Regions from separate parts of the Mus musculus genome. Here region 1 is linked to region 2. The links are chromatin contacts, called in public Hi-C maps. All regions are on one chromosome and are shown on one strand. Each heading gives the region's core, a stretch centred on a gene start, on an enhancer-like site or on the middle of the called end of the contact. The rest is flanking DNA. Distances are from core to core; before and after follow the strand shown. Region 1 holds the start of Stt3b (STT3, subunit of the oligosaccharyltransferase complex, homolog B (S. cerevisiae)). Region 2 holds the start of Ubp1 (upstream binding protein 1).

Evidence for each region. Hi-C and Micro-C count contacts between places; a contact is called where the count stands out from the background.
Region 1: a Hi-C map of erythroblasts shows a contact between it and region 2, with 6 times the contacts expected there. The contact joins the promoter of Stt3b here to the promoter of Ubp1 in region 2. A contact is called at or near these places in 1 of 39 promoter capture datasets (erythroid cells) and 1 of 484 Hi-C or Micro-C datasets (erythroblasts).

The regions. Positions count from the first base shown.
Region 1 is chr9:115,309,109-115,312,782 of GRCm38.p6, forward strand. Stt3b (STT3, subunit of the oligosaccharyltransferase complex, homolog B (S. cerevisiae)) reads right to left here and starts at 1,360. Exons shown (of 16, transcript NM_024222.3): 1 at 644-1,360. The coding sequence starts at 948.
Region 2 is chr9:113,928,842-113,932,965 of GRCm38.p6, forward strand. It overlaps Ubp1 (upstream binding protein 1), which reads left to right and starts at 2,471. Exons shown (of 16, transcript NM_001372510.1): 1 at 2,471-2,925. The coding sequence starts at 2,813. It overlaps Gm39439 (a long non-coding RNA gene), which reads right to left and starts at 2,085. Exons shown (of 4, transcript XR_003948257.1): 1 at 1,886-2,085.

The DNA of each region.
Region 1 (3,674 bases), core at 110-2,609, 1.4 Mb after region 2:
ACACCAATAAAAGAACTCATGCAACCCAGTCGGATATTGTAGCAACAACGAGGGTGAGAGTTCAGCTAACAGAAAAACGATCTCGCTCTAAAAAGCAACGCAATACAACTGTGCAAATAGTGTGGCGAGCTGAGAGCACTTAAGGGCCTTAGGGGGGAAAGAGACACTCCGGAAAATACCTGGTGCTGGAAAAACACGAGGCGCTACCACTGCGCTCGCTTTCGGGATAATATTTTCCCCCCCTACATTCTAACACTCCACTCTCCCGGAAAGAAAGCATGAAACTGCGAGGCTGAGCGGACAAGGGGTTCCAGTCACCACCAGCAGCCAGAAGGCAATCCCGGGGCTGCTCCGATGGCAGGAAGGAGAGAAATGAAATAAAATGCAACAAGGCGCAAAGCTGCGGCGGAGAGGGCGTGGGGAAGGGGGCCCCCGGAGCAAGCCGGGGCGCGGCGGCGAAGAGGCGCCGCGCGGAGCCGGCCCACCCCGGCGGCCGAGGACCCAGGCTCCGCTCCCAGGCAAACTTCGCCAAGCGGGCAGGGGGCGCGCCCGGCCCGGCCCGCGGGAGACCGGGTGGGATCCGAGGGGCTCCAGACAAACGGGGACCGCGGGCTGCCTGCGGGGGAAGGGCGGGCACACTCACCACGGGTCGAACTCGTGGATGATGCTCTCGAAGCGGATGACGGCGAAGAGGCGCGAGCTGAAGCCGGCCAGCCAGGCCAGGAAGAGGATGGTGAAGGAGAGCAACGACTGCCACCCGGCCGGCTGCGACAAGCCCCCGGACAGCCCCGCGGGGGGCCCCGGCTTCGGCGCCGCCGCCCTGGACGCGCTCTGGGTTCCGGGCCCATGGTGCCCGTGGCGGCTGTTCCCCAGAGCCATGAGGCCGCTCCACGGGGACGAGTTGAGGGACGACTTGTGCTTGCTCTCCGGGGCCGAGGGCTCCGCCATGTTGTGCCCCGGCGGCGGGTCTCGCTCGTCCTCCGCGGCCACCGCCGCCGCCTGGAGCGAGGGGTGCTGGGCGGAGACCCAGAGGAGGAGGAGGAGGGCGACGGCGACGACAACGAGGAGGAGGAGGAGGCGGAGGCGGAGGAAGAGCTGGGCGCGCTCCCGCCCTCAGCACCGCGAGGCCGGGACACTGGGGGTGGTGGAGGCGGCAGCGATCCGAAGTCTCCGCCTCAACAGTGGCCGCGACCGTCGCGGTCTCAACCCAAAAGGCCCCTGCGCCCCACTAGCCATCCGTGTCCCCCGTGCGGCTGAGGAGGCGGCGGTGGCGGCGAGAGCCGACGGGACGAGGGCGCCAGAGGAGCGGCGGCTCGGAGCGGCAATGACATTCCCCCGCCCGCCCAGCCGCGAGGAGCACAAAAGGGGAGGAGCCCCCTGGAGTCCGGGCGGAGCTCAGGCAACCTTTGACTCCGCCCCCTCGCCCAACAGGAACTGGCCCCTCCGCCTGTCACAGAGCGACAGGTCCGTTAAGGGGCGGGGCCGGAATGGCGGCGTGCGCCAATAGGAGCGCGAGCGGGGCCTTGGGCGGGGCTTCGGCTGAATGGCCCTCCACCCCCTCCGCCTCGCGGCCTCCCGCCTATTCGCCGCCGGCCGTGGCTACGATTTCATTGTCAGTTGAAAGACGCGGTTTCGCGCGCGAGCCCGTTCGGGGCCCTGGGGAAGGGCACCAGGAGGTTCGGCTCGCTTCCCCGCGCGGATTCCGACTCGAGCAGCAGAAGGTCCCACGTCCCAGTCGACCGAAGGAACAGAGAGCACGGCTTGGCCGGGTGCTCGGCGGCCGTGACTTTTAACCCGCTCAGCGCGGGGCGCCCGCCACGTGACGGGGCGCGCAGGCGCGGTGCGGGGCCCTAGGCGCGTGGGTCCAGCCGCTGTGCTGAACGTGCCAGAGTGAGTGGCTGGGTCGCTACATTCTCTGTCCCCGCCCTGCTGCTCTGAAAACTTGGAGTGGGCAGATGTCGTCCGAGCTGCAGTAAGATGTAGCCAGGCGGACACACACATAAATGTCACATTCTTTTTGCTGTGTTCTCCAGGACTTTTTTTTTTTTTTTTTTTTTTTGCAGCTCAATCTTTTGACTGCAAGAATTCATTATTTACACCTGCCTACGTTCCGTCACCAAATTAACTTTTCCTGGACTGTATTAGCTATTGCCCAATTTTCACTCTAGCCAACTGAAACGTAGGAACTTTTCCTTGTCTGGGGCAGTTTGCTTGTACCTTCTCCTTCCTCCACAACTAGCTCCGCCCATCCCCAAAAGGACAAAAGTCAGAACTAAAGATCCGGAGGGTCATTGCAGTGTTAGAAGCCCTCTTGGCAGGTACAGAGGTTAATGTAGAAACAAGGGCCGGCTAATATTTCACTGGTTTCTCGTGTACATTCACAACTGTCCATCTTGTTAGGGAACACCAGAATCTTTAAAATGTGTGTAAAGATTAAGTCCTGTAAATTTGCAAAATAAAATTATGTTCCGTTGCTCATTGTCAAAGGTTAGGTAAATGAACAAATGTACCTAACTAATAGGCTCAGCCACTCCCAACCTGGTGATTAACTTTGCCGGTTTCCTTATAAAAATAAATAGACTCTCATCAGGGAAAATGAACAGCTTCCATAAATAGACCTCCTCACCACCATTTTAATATCCAACATTTATTAAACATGTAAATTTTAATGAGATTCATAGTGGAATATTAACCAATCCCTTAGAACAAAGAGGTGACATGGCCTTTCTCAGAAAAGTGCACATTAAAATGGCAGCGTTTATTTTTGCCCATGTTTCATGAGCCAATGTTCTATTAATCTAAAATAACAGAATTTATCTGACGACTCTCATTTTAGACATTTTGGGTGTCTCTGGTGTTGCAGATGTTCCCTGATGAGTTTCTCTGTCTTCTTCCTCTTGGCTGTTTAATCGCGGGAGGCCCCATGTGAAGGGGAGTAGAAACAATTAACAATAAATTATAAAACACAAGTCACCTGTGTGGGACCATCCCTTCATCTTTGTGTGTGAGAGTGGGCATACATGTACTAAGGCATAGCATGTGGAGGTCAAATTACATGCTCAGATGTTGGTCCTTTTGACACACCAGGTTAGCCTCCTGTCTCAACCTGTGGGTCTTGATCCTTGTGTCAAACTTCTATCTCCAAAAGTATTTCCATGGTGACTCATGACAGTAGCAAAATGGCACTTATGATGTAGCAACAGAAATAATTTTTATAATCGGGGGTCACCACAACACAAGGAGTTGTATTAAAGGGTCACAGCATTAGGAAGGTTGAGAACCACTGCCTCAGGGCGTTGGGATTATAGGCACCTGCGGTCATAGCCAGCCTTTTATGGTTCTGGGAATTCAAACTGAAGTCTTCATACTTGCGTGGCTCCTTAATATAAAGTGAGTTTATCTGAGAACACTGCGGAACACGGTTCAGAAACATAAGGAAACTCAGGGTCATGATGTGGACAAGGACAAAGAAGGAGCCCGTGGGAAAGCATGAGGACGTACTCTAGCGGGGAACTGGAGAGCAGTGGTCCTGTCCTCCCACCCACGTCAGTCAGCTCCAGGTACGCCTGCTGTGTAAACTGTGGCAAACACTGGAGGAGCAGTCCAGGGAAGACTGATGGACAACCGGATGGGAGCGTTACCCGAGGAAGCAGAACCGCAGAAAGGATGGCTCA
Region 2 (4,124 bases), core at 1,221-3,720:
AGCACCACGTCTGCCTGTATGTTGTCATGCTTCTCGACAGACATGATGTAACAAACTAAACCTCCAAAACTGTAAGTTAGCCTCAGTGAAATATTTTCCTTTAACTGGGACATGCCTTTAATCTTAGCACTCAGGAGACAGACACATGTGGATCTTTGAGTTCAAGGCCAGCCTGGTCTACAGAATGAGTTCCAGGACAACCAAGACTACACAGAGAAACCCTTTATAAGAGTTGCCATGGTCATTGTTCACCCACTAATAGGGAACGTGAGCTGGGTTTAGACCGTCATGAGACAGGACCTTCAGAAGAGCAATCGGTGCTCTTAACCACTAAGCCATCTCTCCAGGCCATCTTAAAATTCTTAAGCGATAAGGAGGTCGGCCAGTTCCTCCTGCTTTCTGTTTTTTATAACCCACGCACACACGCACGCTCCATCCACAGTGGGGAACAATCATGGAGGAAGAGGGTTCCCAGACTGCCCTTCGAGAATAAAATGGGAGGCCAGAACCAAAGTCTTTTGGATAAAGTACCACATCGGACTATGCACTAACCCATTTGGCTGCCTTCCTTCCCAAGGCATGGATCGTCCCAGCATAGGAAAGATCTCCCTCCCTCCCTCTCTCCCTCTCTCCCTCCTTCCCTCCCTTTTGACCCATTTTCATTCTTCTACCATACACTCAATAAAATTAAATTAAATTAAATTAAATAAAGAGTTGCCATGGTCATGTCTCTCTGTGGCAATAGAAACCCACTGAGACAACATGCATGCACCATTTCAACCTGTTTCCAAAGAGGAATGTTTGACAGAGAAAAGTCATTTTCTTTGGGTATGGTCTTGAATAAATCTAGTTCCAATAATTTCTGTCACCAGGTCTTTCAGTAGAGCTGTGAGCTGAATTAACCTGAAAGTCCTTGCTGTTTTAAGGCAGGGTCTTGGCTGGCCTAGAGCTCAACTGTGAATACCAGGCTTCTATAAACTCACAGAGATTTCTTCCCTGCCCAGTCCTCCAGTGCACTGGGACAAAGAGCACACCCCATCACCCTGGCCCTGACCTTAGATGTTGGCAAATGTTAGCTTTCAGAGGCTGTGCTTCTACATATGTGTGAGTACTCTAGTGCATAAACTGATTAAAGAGACAAATGATAGCACAATTACACTTGTCCCAAGAATCAGAGAATTACTCCCCCTTCCCCCGTTATTTCCAACAGTTAATAATAAACCTGTCAAATGAACGTTGCTGGACCCACATCCGAATCCTTTGGAAACAATATTATGTGAAAAAAGCAATAATCGAGGGCCGGCTTGGAGGGAGCAGTTCTTCTCAAAGCTTGTTAGGGATACCCAGACACAGACTTCCATGAAGCAGTAAAAGGGAGCACTTGGGCATAGATAGGAAGTCTCTATGCTTAGTGTATTCTTTGTCTTTTGCTGCGGGTATCTGTGTGTGTGTGTGTGGTTTTTGTTTGTTTGTTTGTTTGTTTGTTTGTTTTGTCTTCGTGCTACCTGAACCATAACCTCCCGGGTTTGTTTGTTGTCTTTTGTTTTAGAAAAACACTAGTTTTCTTCACGTTAACTCTCACAGCAATTTGCATGGTTTGTGTTAGCGCACATGATTAAGGAATAACGAGGGTGTCACACACTCTTGTGCTATGTGCGTCACCAGATCTTCTGGGCTCTGCAAATTTGCTTTGTTTTGTTTTGAGACAAGCCCTTGTATATAACCTTGATTCAGCCGGAGCTCGCCAAGTAGACCAAGCTGACCTCGAACTCAGACCAGCATGCTTCTGCCTCCGGATTAAAGTTGAGTTGAGAGGGGCGGGGACCTTTTAGGGAGGGCTGACTGGCTTATTCTCCTGCCAATCAAGATCTTCTGCACAACAGACCTAGCTTACATCAGACGAGATGTACCCGCTTTTCTCTGGAGCGGGGGCAAAAGCCGACGAAAGGGTATTTCCCAGAACCGACGGAAGTAGGACCTGGAACCACTTCCTCCAGTGCGGGCCAATGAGCTCTTACTTATGGCAGTCAATTTAGTCCCGGAGGGGAAGAGCGTTTTGATTGGTGGCTCAGCCGGGAACGCAGAGGCTCACGGGAATCCATTCCGGCCGCTTCGCCGTGACTGCCCAGAAGACCTGTCAGTCAGCCGAGCGTAACCGGTCACACCTCTTCCGCCGCCAGGCCGCGACACCGCGGGGGCCGGGCAGCGCCGCTCGGCCCAGGCGCTAGTGCCGCCGCGAGGCGCGGGGCCGCGAGGGGCGGGCCTGGGAGGGGAGCGGCCGCAGGGGCGGGGCCGGAGGAGGAGGCGGAAGCGGCGAGCGAGCCCAAGCCGGAGCCGCATCGAAGCTGCGTCCGGGCCGGCGGAGCGGCGGCGGCGGGGTTGGCCGGGGCGAAGGGGCGCTGGAGCCTGGGCGGGCGGGCAGAGGGCTGGGGGGGGGGGGGCGCGGCCCGGGAGCGGGTGACGGGCGTGCCGGGGGGATGCGCGCTGGGGCTGTGGGGCGGGGCGGGCGGCGGCCGCGGGAGCGGCGCCGGGGGCGGGCGGCGGCATGAGGCGCGGGGCCGGCGGCCGCGGGAGGGCGGCGCGGCTCGCGGCCCGGTCGCTCCCGCCGCAGCTGCTGGCCCGCACGCTGTGCCCTGACAGCTGGGCCTCGGCCGCTCTCGTCTCAGCCGCGTCCCGCGCCGCCGCAGGTGACCACTCGCCGCGCCGCCGGAGGCTTCACCCGCGTCCTCCCTCAGGACGCGCCCGCGGAGCTCGGGCGCCTTCGCCCCGGACCCGGAGGCCGCGCTGCGCGGGGCGGCGGCGAGGCCGGAAGATGGCCTGGGTGCTCAGTATGGACGAGGTGATCGAGTCCGGGCTGGTGCACGACTTCGACTCCAGCCTGTCCGGCATCGGGCAGGAGCTGGGCGCCGGCGCCTACAGCATGAGGTAAGGGGCGCGCGGCTGCCTCCGCCGGGCGGGGCCTGGGCCGCGGGGTCGGGGTCCTGCCGCGTGGCGCCGTGGCCTGGGAGGCCGACGGGGGCGGCTAGCGGCGGAGGACCCCGTCGCTTCTGCCTGGGGAAGCCGCGCTAGCCGTTGAGATTGGGTCAGAGGGGCAGGGACTTTCTTTCCAAGTGATTTACGAGTCCTTTTAGCTGGAGTAGGCTGTACAAAAGGCACTGTTTCTAATGGGAAAACTGTAGCTTTTCCTACGGTGCCTGGTAGCGTGGCCTGCGACTTTCAGCCGCTTGACATTCTGATAGTAAGTTATATTGTGAGTGAAAGTAGCCCTGAGGGTTGGCGAGCGCAGTGACTTGCTTGTATAGTCTCCTGATTGAGAGTGAAGTTGGGCCCTTGCTAGGTTTCTTCATTCTCAAAGTGACTCCCCTCAGGCTGTTTCCTTTTGCAGAGGGCTTTAAGATTGTGCCACACACAATAGTTTAGTCACTGCTGTCTGCACCAGCAGCTGTTCCTTTTTGTGTAATTGGGAGAGGCGGAAACAGATAGGAGCCAAGTGTGTCTGCCCCTTACTTATCCCGAAAGAGTTGAAGAGTTCTTGGTGGCTCGGCAGCCCTTTGTTTCGATGTTGGAATATGGCTTGTGTAGGGTATGGTTTACCCAAGGAGGTAAAAAACGGAGTGGTTTTTGAAACGTGTGAATTAAGTGTAGTACTTAGTTTTCAGCAGTATGGTTGGTTGTGTAAAGTGTGCGATGTGGGCTCCCTGGGGCTCTCCTACCTTTCCTGCCGCCCAGGGGAGGTCAGAAGCATTGTTAATACCCTAAGAGAAATGCCCTGGGTCAGAGCTGGTCTGCACAAGTCCAGCCTCATCCCTGAAGCAATTAGCCTTGACTCTGGCGGGTCGGGAGGTTTCTTGGCCCGTGGAAAGAAGCGGTGGAAAACATACTAAACTAAGAATTAAGCCGCTCGCATGCATCTGACCCTGACTTGGTCTTTGCTTGCCTCCCTAAACTTGGCACCTTCTTTCTCTCAGTTGTGTAACTTGAGGGCTTCGGATGAGGCGGATTGTTTGCTAGACCAACTCTTGGTTGTTGAGGAAATTGAGCTACCGAAAGTCTAGGGATCATCTAGAGAGGACTGGAGAGTAGGCTCTTCTGGAAGTCTTCCTTTAGTGCGTGTCCTTGTCCAC